Regions from separate parts of the Gossypium hirsutum genome. Here all the other regions are linked to region 1. Evidence: chromatin contacts called from public Hi-C data. All regions are on one chromosome and are shown on one strand. The core of a region is the stretch at or near the end of the contact, and the rest is flanking DNA. Distances in the headings are between cores, read along the strand shown.

Evidence for each region. Hi-C and Micro-C count contacts between places; a contact is called where the count stands out from the background.
Region 2: a contact with region 1 is called in a Hi-C map of leaf, with 2.0 times the contacts expected there. The contact joins the promoter of LOC107887152 here to the promoter of LOC107887165 in region 1. A contact is called at or near these places in 4 of 34 Hi-C or Micro-C datasets (leaf and petal).
Region 3: a contact with region 1 is called in a Hi-C map of leaf, with 3 times the contacts expected there. The contact joins the promoter of LOC107887148 here to the promoter of LOC107887165 in region 1. A contact is called at or near these places in 13 of 34 Hi-C or Micro-C datasets (anther, callus, hypocotyl and 3 more).

Annotation. Positions count from the first base shown.
Region 1 is chrA03:56,302,566-56,307,637 of Gossypium_hirsutum_v2.1, forward strand. LOC107887165 (receptor-like protein 4) reads right to left here and starts at 2,120. Exons shown (of 9, transcript XM_016811324.2): 1 at 1,921-2,120; 2 at 784-1,824. The coding sequence starts at 2,017.
Region 2 is chrA03:56,652,275-56,657,346 of Gossypium_hirsutum_v2.1, forward strand. LOC107887152 (calcineurin B-like protein 2) reads right to left here and starts at 3,164. Exons shown (of 9, transcript XM_041103838.1): 1 at 2,699-3,164; 2 at 2,471-2,524; 3 at 1,955-2,095; 4 at 625-1,541; 5 at 378-536; 6 at 137-219. The coding sequence starts at 444. LOC107887153 (DNA repair protein RAD16) reads right to left here. Exons shown (of 17, transcript XM_016811307.2): 15 at 5,014-5,072; 16 at 4,840-4,920; 17 at 4,550-4,765. The coding sequence ends at 4,696.
Region 3 is chrA03:56,587,605-56,592,676 of Gossypium_hirsutum_v2.1, forward strand. LOC107887148 (protein decapping 5) reads right to left here and starts at 2,034. Exons shown (of 8, transcript XM_016811299.2): 1 at 1,246-2,034; 2 at 839-939; 3 at 599-670; 4 at 1-527. The coding sequence starts at 1,546. LOC121222835 (sialyltransferase-like protein 1) reads right to left here. Exons shown (of 11, transcript XM_041103842.1): 10 at 5,049-5,072; 11 at 3,869-4,942. The coding sequence ends at 4,559.

The DNA.
Region 1 (5,072 bases), core at 870-3,369:
CTTGCCAAACTCACGCATTTATCACAACCATCTATAACCCACTAGATGAATACATGTGACAATATGGCCATCCTTCGTAAGTGATTCTAACATATATTGGGGAAATATTAATAAATGGAACACAGACTCAAACTTTTAAGTTTTCATTATGAGAACTCGATCTCCCCTTGGCACCTACTTTAATAAAATAATAGTTATTATAATCACATGTTAAATAGAAAGCTATTTGGATATCCGATCTGTTTTCTTTTTGGCGGATTCAGATTTTAAAATTACTATCCACTAGAGATTTGGGTGGATACCCGGTTTTCCATAATCCAAGGGTACATTACTTATTTGGATAACCGATGTGGATTTCGATATCCAAATTCATTCGTTACAAAATGCTTATAATTTTGACATTATATGCATAAGATTATAAGTTCAGAATTTAGGAGATTTGAATTCAGATGTGTGGATTTGGATATAAAAAAAAATGAAAATTTCGAAATTGGATTTTTTCAGATTCGGATATCCAACAGATAAAAAGTATTTAATACTCGGATAATTTGCGGAAAATAAATAGGTTCGGACTTTTAGGTAAATTTGTAGATTCAGACAAATAAATAAAATCGCATATCCTACCCACCACCATTCCTAATCAAATTAACTACCCAAAAAGTCTAATTTTCCTATAGAAAACTAATGATTTCAAGGACCAACCAAACTCTCATACGCAACTTTCAACTTAACATGCAAATCACTAAAAAGTTCATATAAATAATAAAAATTCAGCATCTTTACCTTGTTCAGGAACCGTGGCCAAATCAGCTGGAACCATGGCGTAATTTTCAAGCCCACAGATCAACGGAGCCCCTGCCACAGGCGACAGCTTCACATTCAACACAGAACTGCTCAAATTCTTCTCCGTATAATTTAAACTAAAAGCCGCAAAGCTCCCAACTTCCTTTAATATATCCACTCTACTCACATTCTTATCGTTGACCAGCACATCGAACACTCTCTCCCCTGCCTTTTTAACCGTCGAATCGATCTCCGCAAAATGAAACCACACCAAGTAATCAAGCTTTGCATCCACTGGTAATTCGTATTCCAGACGTCCCTCAATTGTCACCGCCGATTGGTACAATTTCATGGGAAAGTAATTCGGCGCTTTATCGGTACCAGTTATTTTTTCTTTAGTGGTTATAACTTTAGCGGATTCCGACTTTCCAGCTCGGTAATCGGAATCGGATTGCCAGGAGCGGCCGAAGGCGTCCGGGTCGGATGTGAAACCGGGTCCCCATTGTGATGAACCGGGAGAGAGTCGCCCATAGTTGACTAGAATGTAGCTATCGCTGGTTTGGGCGGAGTTATATGACAAAGGATCGATCTGGACGACTTCCAGAGAAGCGATGACGGGAGGGTCAGTGGCAATGCTGTAAAAACAGAAATCGAGTTGACCGTCTTTGACGAAGGCAAAGAGATCGGAGTAAGCGCCATCTCGAGTGAGAGATTCGGGCCAAGGAGAGCGCCAGGAAAAGACGAGAGTGCCCTCGACAGAAGCGTCGAAGGAAGGGGAATGGGATTTGCCGTCGTAGTTGTCGTAAACGGTAAAAGTACGGATGTAGTAACGGCCAGCAGGAAGGGGGATATTGTAGCAATTCTTCTTACCGGAGGAGAGTGGGAAGTAACGGAGAGTCTTTTCGTGTTGAAGATGGAAATGTAGGGGCTCGGAGACCACGGAGGTGGAACCGCCAGTGAAGAATTTGTCGGGTAGCCAAGAGATGTTGTAGGAGTCGGTGGAAGGAGTGGAACTGCCGCAGTCAATGTGGAAGCTAGTGTCTGCAAAGAAAACAAAAACAAAATACAATAGCAGCAGTTAGAAGATAGTGAGCGAGAATAAGAAAAGAAAAACAAAAGGTGGTGGAAGTGGCTTACTGTAAGGGTAGGGCAAAGGGGAGGAAGAGTGGAGGAGGAGAGCCAAGGAGAGCAGGAAAAGGAAGAGGAAGGACATGGTGGAACGAGAGAGAAACATAATAGGAAATGGGGGATTTGATTTTGGACATTGACGCTATAAAGTAGGGGTGGGGTGGGAGTATAAAGTCAGACAGTAAAAGAGGGCGAGATTAGTGGGATATAATATTAATTCACACTTCAACAATTTGTTTACATAATACCAATTAAAAATAAATAAATAAAAAGCATAAAATCGAATTACTAAATCCTCAAATTGGAAAAGTAAAAGCTTTTTGAAAATACTCAAATAATAAAATAAATTAAATAGTATTTTTCTTATAATTTACTTTAAATATGTTTCAATTCATATTAAATAATAATACTATTCTTTATCTAATTATTTATATTTCAATATTTAATTAAATTAATTTTAAAAAATAATAAAATGTAATTTACTATTAATTACATTAATCTTTAAAAATAATTAAATTAAATATTTAAAAAATAATTGGTGTTAATTATTTATATTTCAATCTTTAGTTACATTAATTTTAAAAAAATAATAATATATTTTTAATTAAAATGCAAAATTAACCAGTGCGATGCAGAATTAAGAAAATAAGATATTATCTAAAATAAGGCTTTGATGCATTTTAAGAAAAATTAGTTAGTGAAAGGTTGTTTTTATGAAAAGTGGTATTGTTATCCGCGCAACATGTCAGCATTTTTTATTTATTGTTATGAAGTGAACACTTTTTCCTATAATTATGATTTCGTATTAACTAATGAAACAATTTAATATACTTGGTTTCAATTTAATTTATTTTTTAATTATTATATGCGATCAATTCCTACATCGGACGCAGCGTAGGGGCAGGAGTATAATATTGATTCGCATCTCTTGATTATATCATACCATCCAAAAGAAAGTATTCTTAGTAAAATTTATTTGAAAGTGCTCAAATAAAGCCTTAACTTTTTTAAAAGTGGATAAATAATTTAGATGATTATTTTCTTATCATTTACTTTAGATATATTTCAATCCATATTAAAAATAATAATAATATTTAAATTAATATAAGTTATTTACATTCCAATATTTAATTACATTAATATTAAGAGTAATTTTAAAAATTTTAAAATAAATTTAAATTTTATTAAAAATTATAAGAAATTTAAAAGCTTTTAAATAATTTAAAATATAATTAAATATTTAAATGTAGTTTAAAATTATCTTTTAGTACTGTTTACAAATTAATTTTATATCCCATATTTTTTATATTTTAATTTCTTACTTATGTTATTTGAGAGAATTTATTAGAAAAATAACATACATTAATTTAATATATTTTAATTAATCCAAAAAATCAACCTATGCATCATAGGGTAAAAAAAACTTTAGGAAAAATTAGTTAGTGAGATGTTGTTTTCATGAAAAGTGATATTGTTATCCGTGCAACTTGTAATCATTTTTAGTTATTGTTATTAGGTGAATCCTTTTTCCTATAATTACTGACCTTGTATTTCAGTAATTATTATTTATTTCAATGTTAAAATATGGTTGCGTAAATTACAACATATTTGACTATAAATATGGTAATCAACAACTAAATAATTTAGATTATAAATATGATTACTAACTAACGAAATTATATTATATGCTTATACAATTTGACTCTTTTATATTTTTTTAAATATTAGAATGTAATAATGCTATGTTGATTGAATTTATTCGAAATAGTTGGGCATAAGTAAACAATGTTGATAAAATTAAAAGCATTCATCAGTCGTGTTTAAAACATTGGGAAGTTAAGTTTAGACATATTTAGGGGGAGGCCAACAGAGTTGCGGATTGCATTGCGAAAGCAAATGGTGGCGTGATGGACCAATTGGTTGTTTTTTAGGAACCCCTTAGATATGTAAGGGAACTTTTGGAGGATGACATTCGACAGTCGTTACTAGTCACAGATATATTACATTAGCTATTGATGTTATCTTAGATTTGTTATCTAAGCTTTAAAAAAAAAACTTGTTTTACTTTTTATATGCAAAGCATAACATATTTCAATTACTGCATGCGATCAACCTGTGCATCCACAGGAAAGAAATTAGTTGCCACTATAAAATAGGGGTGGGAGTATAAAGGGAGACAGTAAAAGAGGTTGAGATTAGAGGGGTATAATATTAATTCAGATCTCTCAAGTTGTTTATATTATACTAACTAAAAAAGTCTTCTTATCAAAAATATATTTCTATCAAAAAATAATAATAAATAAATGTATAAAATCATCTATTTTATTTTATAGGCTAAATGCTCAAATTGGAGCCCAAACTTTATAGAGGTGGCTCACATAAAGGTCAAACCTTTAAAAATGCTCATATAAGGGTCTAATATTTACAAAATTGCTCAAATGAAAGCTAAACCTTTCAAAGAGCTCAAATAAGAGCTTCTCAAATGTCGTATATTATGTCTCAAATTATGTTTTTATTTTTTTAAAAGCAATATTTGATTCAATTGTCTTGTACTTTATTCTAAATACGTTAGAGTTCACCAAATATTTACTCAAATTGGGTTGAAATACATGACAAGTCCTTATTTGAACATTTGTATAAATGTTAAACCATTATATAAGAATTTTGAAAGGTTTGGCCCTTATATGTGCAACTCTTAAAAGGTTGGGCTCTAATTTAAGCATTTAGCCTATTTTATATATGTTTCTGTCAATTTTGGAAGATGGATTAGGATGATTGTAAGTAAATTATCAATGTACAAAAAGGAGAAATTGATTTTGAGTTTTATTTGTGAAATACCCTCCGATACTTAAGATAGTAAGTACATAAAAAGATAAATAATATATAGTAAGTTTCTAGAGCAGTAAGGTGTACATGCTTCATTAGTAGTGTGTATGAGAATTTATAGGTTTTGCGTCTCCTACACAAAACTGCTTGGGCAACTGCTCAGATCCAACTATTTATGCACAAGCTTTCTTCTACAAATTTAGGGTCGTTAGATCCCTTGTTCATTTCGTGTTAGCAACTTAGAGCAAGCTTGCAAAAGCTTATCTATAACACTCTAACCCGTATCTGTCGCTAGAATAGGGTTACGGAGCATTACCGTAAAATCATAACTTAAA
Region 2 (5,072 bases), core at 1,914-4,413, 350 kb after region 1:
AAAAGTTAAATACTACAAATATGAGAGGGAAAGAACCAACTCAAGATGAGGAGTGATCACCAAGCCAAAAAACTTGGCAAACATAACAAAAGATATCAATTATATAACAAAACGGGAACTATGAAAAAACAAAGACCTTGTTGATCAGCTCATCATCTATAACAGCATTGCTTATCTTCTTGAAATGCTCATAAAGTGCTTCTATTTCACTTACACTAACTGCATAAAGATGAACAAAAAGCAAATTTCAGTAGAATGACTCGAGAACTAAAATAACACAGGCAAAGACTGAACAAAAGTTAAATCAAGCAAAATCATTGAATTTATCAAATAAGCAATATAGGATAATATTTAAAAAGAAAAGAAAAAATGATAACATACAAATGGCCTCTCTTGCAAGAAGTTCAGGATCAACAAGACCTCTTGATTGCTTGCACAAATCATTATCACATCATTGCAGCACTGAAGCAAATAAATGCTTCAATCCTTCTACGCACTGCAACATGATATTCTCTTCACATCAATACACTCCATACCTAGGCAATAGCAAAAGAGACCAAAAATCTCATTCACGTCATTCTTTCCATAAACTTGATCATTCTAAAAGCAAACAATAGGACTAACCTTTTAACCATTTCTTGATTCTGCTGACTGAAGACCAAATATTGGAATTGGAATCTGATAAAGCCGGAGACCTCAAACTCAAAACGAAATCAGTTCTTATAATCAAACCATGATCTTAACCTTTTAACCTACTTGAATTTTCTTTTGTCCTAACAAATTTAAAAGCATTCCATAAGTGTTTCCCCTTCCTTATTTTTTGTGCATCGAGGAGCACATAAAGAATTAACTCCTCCATGTCTATTTCTCATACATGAGAGATCAACAAAATACAATCAGACAACACATACAACACTATTCATCATGAATCAAGAAACGCAAAGGAGAGGATAAAAATAAATAATCCTACCAAACAAAGAATTAACCATTTCATCCATTTTACAAAATTAAGGGTGATCACAAATCACCCATCTTTGCTAACATCCATTCCAGCATTGTAGTATAGAACATACAATCTAATAAAAAGTAGTTCAAAATCAAATATACATAAAATCAAACAGATCAAAAGGCCCAATTCAAACACAAAATCATTAACTCCATCACAAATTGAACCTAATCAAGATCCCATCTAATCAATTCCACAAAAAATAAAATTCATTTTAAAAAATATACAAACAAACCAAATTGCCAACTTAATAGATCTATTGAAGCGTAGGAATTAATTAAAACTACCTACTTTAATCTCACATCGATTCAAAAAGGTTTCTTTTCAATTATTATTGGGGAACAACCAGAGGGAAAAACAAATATATGAAAACAAAAATGTTATTACATTTTGCTAAGAAGCAAGCAAACAAATCATATAATTCCAGAACCGTTCTCAATTTCTCATTATTTCCCATAGTTAATTGTCTCACCGTCTATTTTGACAATTGAGTTTGGAACTTGAATCGACTGGTTTCGCTTGAACTGGCAAGTCGCTGAAGGGAAATAGACGAAAAAATTGAAGAGAAAAAATCACCAAATTGTTGAGAGTTTCATTTCTAAAAAGACTAAAAATGGCTAGGGCTTTTTTCTTTTTGTCAACGAAATTACTGCTGGTTGTTTTTTATACAGAAATGAATCCTGGGTCAGGGACGTAATGAAGGGAAGGGGAAGGAGAAGGAGAGAGCGTTTAGAAAGTTCTGATGCTGGGATTTTCCCCAAAAAAGACCTCATTTTCTTATGTTTTGTAAAATGTTTTACAGTGGAAAATCATTTTTAGCCAAACAAACACAGGATAAGGCTAAAAAGCTTTTACGAAAAAGTTTTTACAGGAAAACAAACGGAGCCTTAATGTTGCTAGTAAAATTAATATTACATGCTGGAAAATTACTAATAATCTTTTGCCTACTCTTGGTAATATTGTGATTCGGAGAGTGGCAGTGGTGAGTTGCTACCCTGTCTGTCGTGGAGCTAAGGATTCAGTTGAGCATTTGTTTCGAGAGTGTCCAGTCACAGTCCAAGTTCTGCAAGAATTGAAGGTGCCATTTTCCTCCAACAATGAAAATAATTGGAAACACTGGTTAGCTAAAGAATTCATAAACAGTACGTTGGAGACATGCATAGTATGGTTGGTCACTTTCTGGGCACTATGGTTTACCATAATCGAAACAGTATCTACCATGAAGTAGTTAACCGAAATGTGAAAGGGGTAGTAGTGTTTGTAAAGACAAACATGCACGAGTTGGAGAGTTTGGAATTTGCATTACCACAATTTCAACAATCACATAATATCACATGGGAACTGCCAGTTGGGGATACAATGAAAGTAATTTTTGACACCACATTCCATCAATAAATAAAGAAGGCAACAACTGGCATATTAGTTAGAAACAATGAGGGATTAGTGATTGTGGCGTGTACTTACCCGTATGAAAATATGGCAATTCGACAGCGGCAAAGGCAAGGGCGTGTCTCAGAGCTGTAATTTTTATGGAGGAGTTAGGGTTTCAAGAGGTAGTGGTCAAGGGGAATGCCTTGGCTGTTATAAAGAAACTAAGGGCTCTTGAGGAAGACAAATCGACCATTAGTGTTTTGGTAAAAGAGATTAAATTTAGGCCTGATAATTTTGAGTCAATGGAGTTTAGATTCATACCTCATCAAAGGAATCGTGCAGCTCATTTGCTAGCAGAGGAGGGAAAGAGATTCGGGGATCCTCGATTTTGGATAGAGGAAGCTCCAAGAACGGTGGAAGTAGAGGTAGAAAAGGATCGAAGGGTCATGCAAGGTAGGGATTGAATTAGGTTTTTTTACGTCGAAGGAATGATTATCTTTGGGACTCCGATGTGGTCAAATTTGAAGGAGCGAGATGGGAGAAATCGTCAAGATGCCATAGTCACTGGGAATGGAGAGATCAGATGCTTGATTAGCTGGTTGACACAGAATGAAGGCAAAAGCAGATTGAATTCATGTTGTTTAACTCAATAAGGAAAGATTTGTATCTGATTTGAAAAGAAGAAATAAATAAATTTAGTAATAAAGAAGTGAAAAACAGTAAAAGAAGAAATTTAAGAACAAACAACAAATAATAATAATATATAAAAAAAATAAATAGATGAAGTTTAAAAGTGAAAGATGGAACGATAGCAATGAAGGATAGAAAGATAGAAGTTCAATTGAACTCATTGAGATATAAATTTAACAAATTCATTTAATAGCTCTAATTAATCCTTCAAGAAATAATTCTGTTAAAGATGAAAAATAAATTCTCACGACTGCTTGAAGAAAATCGAGAAAAAACTATTTCTAAAAATTACGAAAGAAATCTTACTCAAAAAAATAAACTCTCCCAAAGTTGAAAACTTTGATTAATGAACACAATTGTGTCTTTAATGAATAATGAAGAAGTCTTTATATAGGCTAGTTAAGTATATCTAAATAAAACTCTAATTAATTTAAACAACAAATAATTTTAAACAAAACTTTATTCTTAATATAAAACTCCTAAATAACTTTAAATACTTAATAATTATAAAATATTCAAAATAAAAATAATAATAAAATAATAAGCCTAAAACTCAAATCCAATATAAAACACCTAAGCTTGTGGGATTGATTAGGGTCCTTGAAGTGAAATGTCTAAATTTGTTAACATTCTCCATATAAGCTTATTATCATAGATTGAGAATTTAGACCCATGAACAAAATTAATCTCTTCTAATTAATCATTATTCCAAAATTCACCATCTTAAAGCTTCAACTCTTTTTCTCAAATTTTTTTAATAATAAAATCTTAAAAGAATAAGTTAAAGTTTAACTTTAATTACTTAAATTTGGATCTCATTATTAAATCTTGAGAGAAACTAAACACATCTCTATTATGACCTTTAAATTGGACCGAAATTTCGTAAAAGGTCGTTTCATCTTTCAAAGTTTTAGGCTGTGGTTTTGTTTGTTTTCAAGTTGTCTAGTTTTGGTTTTTTGTTGTTTTTTTCTTCTTCCCAGAACAACCATTATGGCACCGTTCCTGATAGCCAGTCGTTGCAACGGTTAGTGGATGTAACAGCTCTTCTATTTTTTTACTTAATAATCACCAGCAGGTTTATTTCAGAAATTTATATATATTTTTAACACTTAGAATTAATTAAAATCTAAATCTAAAGTTGAATTATCCAAACATTTAATTTAGATTAATTAAAAATCTTCAAATTTTAATATTTTAATTCCCAACTAAAATTTTGAAATCCAAATTCTACTTTCTTATCCTGGTAATTTTTTAAATTTTATTAAAATTTGTATAGTTTTTTTTATAAACTTCTACAACTTTTTTTTAAAATTGTTAATATTTTTTATAGCTTTTTAGAAACTTTTAATTTATATATATTTGATTTTTTTAGATTTATTAAAATTTTATATACTTAAAAAAATTCAAAAGTTGGTATGAAATGCCACATCATCTACAAAAAAAGACTAAACTATTTGAACAAAAATTCAAAAAGCCAGTCGATAAATTCAATGAGTTTTGAGAGAGATAATGGCATTAACTATATAAGTTCCAAACATAACATGTCCCAAGGCAAAAACAGAAAAGAGAGAAGTATTTTACATTTCACTAGAACTTGGCTTCAACAACCCAACCCAACCCAGCTCAGCTCACACAAATAGAAATCTCATGTCTGCCTCCGTCAATTTTCCTAGAGCCTCTGTGGAGCCACCCACCGTCCTACACAACACCACAACACATTAAACATTCAAATTACTCCTTCAAATTTAACCAAAAACTAATTAAACTCTTACCCTTCAAACACTAATTCCTTCTTTTCTTGCAGCTTTAATATCCTCTCCTCTATTGTGTTCTCAATAACAAACCTCACAATCCTAACATCACACCAAAAAAGATGCAATTAGTCTCATTAACTCAAACCAGTCTTAACATTTTTGTTATAAATTAACTTCCAATCACAACCCAACCTTATTGGTTTACATTGCCCTATTCGGTGTATCCTATCTTGTGCTTGGCGCTCCACAGC
Region 3 (5,072 bases), core at 784-3,283, 280 kb after region 1:
ATTGCAGGACTTGGAGCTTTATTAAGCAAGGCTTCTGAAGCTAGTGAAGCAGAGGGTGCAGGAGGCAAATCAGACGACGTAGAAGTTACATTAGGGGAACCTGTACTGGAAGGAAATAAAGGAGGAGGAGCTTCAGGCAAACTTGAACTCTGTAAGTTGCCAAGTCCAATAGGAAAAGGGGCATTAAAATTTGGATATTGCATCGGTTGCTGCATGAAAGGTGGCATTGATTGTCCTGGAGAGTGCCTAAGCAAAGATTGATGGTGCAAATGTGGAGGCCGGTTTGGGGGACCATAGTATCCTTCCCAATACATTGGCATAGGAAGCTCATTACCATTAGCAGCTGGAGGTGGAGGCGATGCCCCCCATGAACGTAAGTTCCCTCCAGGTAGATATAAAGGTAGGGCTGCTTGATAATTAGACCCCGGTAGTCCCATTTGAGCAGCACGTGTAGCAGGATCGGTTAAAGGTCGGGTAGCAGCAGAAAGCGCGCTTGTAGTTGTGGAAACTGGGTGCGGAAACTGAGACTGCAATGATAGGAAATCTTCAGGATTTAATGAGTCAGACTTAAATTAATGTTTCATTTCTAACTCTTAACCTGGATAATTGCAGGATCATCATTTATGGATGGGGTAGGCTGTGCAGGTGGTGAAGATTTAACTTGTAAATCCTGCAAAACCAAGCCAAAAGAAATTTCATTAGTGACTATAAAATTCAATAACATCTTGGTCAAGTTTATTACTTGGGAAGTGAAGAAGCACAGGAAAAAACCTCCACAACGAGAAAATTAAGATTGGGGGCAAATGAATTTTGTGAAAGCAGGTAAGCATAATAATACCTTAATGTCGCTTCCGCGGAATAATATGTACTCATAAACTTTGTCACTTGGGGGTACTTGCGGACCATCTTTTTTCCTTCCTTCAGTTCCAAATGATCGTACTGCCCAAACAGAAATAAAAGCACAAGTATATACAATGAATTCAAAAGGAACACGCCATAAAACTGCATAAAAGACTAGTAGTGACGGATTTCGAGAAAGTAAACAAATTAGAGCAGAGCAGAGAAACCAATAAAAAACACTTGAATTTGCTAAAGAATGAGTTGACGGATGCCCATATAGTAATTGAGTTGAATTTGCGGGTACAAACAACAAATCCCAGCAAAATCAAGGTGCACGACTTGAAGTCAATAAAGAGCCCACGCAAAATAGTTGTCAATGGAAGAGAAGTGAAGAGAAGAGGGTACCGTTTTTTAATCCAATACTGGACTCGTCAGGGTTGATGTTGTAAAGAACGCCCTCGTATCTGATCTCACTCTTGGAAGTTAAGCTTATTACGCTTCCAATGTAGGAATCGGCTGTTGAACCCGACTTCGTACTCGAACTGCCCGTCTCCATTAACCGATCTCTTTTCTTCTTCCTTGCTATAACATGAGAATTTAATAGAGAGAGAAAGTGAACTGAAAAGATAGAGATTAGGGTTTCAGATTGTGAACTGGGTGGACGACGCCTTTGTTTATTTGAGATAGTATCGCAGATAAAATTCATGTGTTTTACTTTTGGGTTAATATCTCTTTTGGCCCTGCACTATAGCTAAATTACCATTTTGGTATCTGTATAAGTTTTACCCAATCCAAATTTCTATTTCAAAAACTGTTCAATTTTCCGTTACTATCATTATAACCAACGGCATGCTAAACTTGATTTTTTTTTTAAATCCAGACATTTAAAAAAAATCTTAAAACTTAAAAAATTATGAAAAACTAAAAATAATCTATTTTTAAAAATGATAAAAGATAGTTTTAATTAATGAAAAATAAATTACGACAAAATATTAGGTTAAATTAAAGGAAATACACATTTCAAAAATAAAGAAAATAGAAATGATGAATAGAGTTAAGGGACTAAATCTAAATATTAATTAAATTTTTAGCTTAGAATACATCAAATATTAGTTCATTTAAAAGAAAATGAAGGATGTTCTTGTAGATAAAGTGGCTGAGAAGGCTTTAACCTTGATGGTGTAGCCATTCAAAATTATAACTATGAAAAACATATTCATAAAATTTTAAAAATTCGGAATTTTGGCTTTTTTTAGAAAATTATAGATTTTTCTTTTGGGTGAATTTTAGGAATTCTTTTTTATAAATTTTCAATATTTTTTTAAGGGAATTTGAGTTTTCTTGGTGGCAACATTTGGTTGGATAAGGAGGTTTTTTAGCCGTATATAAAATAATAATACAAGGGGTTAAACTGATAAAAGAAATTGTAAAAGTAATAAAGTGATAATTTAGCTACAGTATAAGGGCCAAAAGAGATATTAAGCCATTTATCTGTATAAATAGATTATATTAATGTTGTTTGAATGAAATTGGAACAATTAATTAAATTGTTTAATATAATAGTTGAATTAGTTTATAATTTTTTTTATTACTATTAAACCAACAACTGAATTAAATTGATAGCTAATGGCATAATTAATTTGAGAAGTAAACCAAATTTTAAAACATGGGATTATACAATTAGATAAATAGACAGACAATTGCAGTTTTTTCCCCATTGGAAACGGTAAGCACAATTAACACAATGCTTTTGTCTTTTGTTCCGTTGAATTCTGGATTTAATTTTTATAGTTATTTTTAATTATAGAATCTTTTAAAATTTGAAATTTTAATTTGATACAAAATAGTAGTAATTAAAATCATTAGATTAAATTTGCAATTATCCTTATTGTTCAATTTTAGATTTTTTAAATTTTGAAATATGAGTCAATCTATTAAACAAAATAAGATACTTTTTAAAAATTATATTGAATAAAATTTATGATTATGTGAAAATAATAAGAGAGATGATACTACACATATATAAAATTTTGGAAATAACAAAATTTAAGTGGTTTTGAATGCGTGGATAAAGTATGGTTTGTATAAAATAAGATAAAAGAAAAAATATAAAGGAAATTTGATAACATGGCAACACCCCAGCGCAGAGAAAGGAAGGTTATGAGCAGAGAAATACTTGGACGAAAGAACAGACCCCTAAGAACCAAGCTTTTATCTCTATGTATCAATAAAACATGAATAACTAAACCCACTTTATTAGATCTAGTCATGCATTAAACTAGAGAATTAACAACTACGAGACGGGAATGCAAAGAGAATCGGATTTTCAAGATTGTATTTATTCACATCAAATGAAAACAATAACTTACCATTGAAACCATATTTTATTACTCTTGCTTTGCGTATATCTTGATTCAACATGCCAAATGCATGTATGTAGACTATGTTTGTCGTCTCACTTTTCTTATCCTCTCCTTACAAAACGCCAAACTATCATCTGGTTATAAATTCCCTTATTTATTACCCTCTAAACCCTCTATTCTCCTCCTCCTCAAGAATTTTATGAGAAAAGATTCCAAAAAAAACAAAAACTTAGACCATGATATTATTAATGGAAAAATAAATAGAAATCTTACTTATTTTGTTGTGCCTAAAAGTCAATGCCAATTCTCAAGTTAAAATAAAAAAGGCATTTAAAAAAGAAAAAGTGACTTGTACCCAAGTTATCTTCAAGAAAAATAAACCAACAAGTAAAAGGTTTTTGTTGGGGGTAAACATAGCTTTGCTTCTTTTCTGATTATTAAATTTATTAGTCTGCAGAAAGATTTATGAGAAAGGGATTCAAAACCCAAAACAAAATAGAAGGAAGTGGATATGCTTTGATCCGCATATCAGCATCGCAACTCTTATTATTTAGTTAGTCTAAACTGTGTTATGAACGGTGATGGCGGCCAGCCCAATTCATGTAATACTAGTACGATTAAGCTTATGAGTTTCTCATTCTACCACAAGAAATCAATCTTGAAGATACAGAAAACATATCTGTGTTGAAGAAAAAGGGGTTGGATGAATCATAGTTCAATATGTCTAGAGCATGTACCCATGCTTAGAATCACAGATTTTGTCCGGTTCCAGCCTCGTCACCGAAACATGTCACAAACGAACTAACAACAAAACCACAGTTTGTAGATATGAAGGGGAAACTCGCAACGATAGACAGCACAAGCATGCAAAAAAAACAATACAAAACAAACAGAAAAAAAGAAACCCGGATATGTCCTAAATTAAGTAGATTTTAGATTTGAATTTCAAACATCCCAGATTATCCAGTCCACATCCATCCTCGACATAAACAGCAACTGTACTGCCCTCTATTGAGATATTCTGACACCTCGCCACCATTCAATTACAATCTTCAAATCAGAAAACAGAAAAGCCAGAAAGAGGGAGAGAGAAACCCTGTAGCAAGTAATCATAGTTTGCGACCACAGAGCAAAATGTCTTCCATGGCTTTTTCCACATTGGAAGCATGGGCAATGCTTCACACACAGGACAGCATTCAGAAGTACCATACAACATTTCACCAAACTCAAAATGACAGATTGCTATTCCCAAACGGCCACTCATCATCTCATTGCTGATTTGTTGGTGATAAGGAACGTTTCTCCCACTCACACCACCAAAAGGAATACAGAAGGGCATCAACCTGTAATATTTCTTAGCCCTTGAAGTTTACAGAATGTCTCACGCATACTAGATCGTCCAATTTGTTACCATCTATTTTATACATAGAAACACCTTCCATTTGCTTAAAATGATCTTGCGCTTCCTTTCTTATGCTCTTAAAAGGCATGGTTTCCCATTTGCTGTAATTTGAGTGTTTCCTCACATCACTCATGTCTGAAGATCCTGAAATGGGCCCACTGTCGTCTGGGTCCACATTACCCCATACCTTGCAACTACCAAACTGTCCCAATTGACCATCTGGACCCCTTTTAAAGTGCAAGGCAGCAGCATGAGCTCTGTTTATCATTTCTCTACTTGGTACATCGGACCAGTCTTGCTTCCTCTTGGCTCTCATAGGAGAATGAATTCTAATAACCTGCAAAGAAGCAAAACCATGAATTCAAATCTGTAGGATTTCATTTGACATGTGACAAAATTGGAATTAAAAGCTCCTAGTCTTTTGCAGGGTGCAAGTATCATACACCAAGGCACTCTAGCAGTTGATA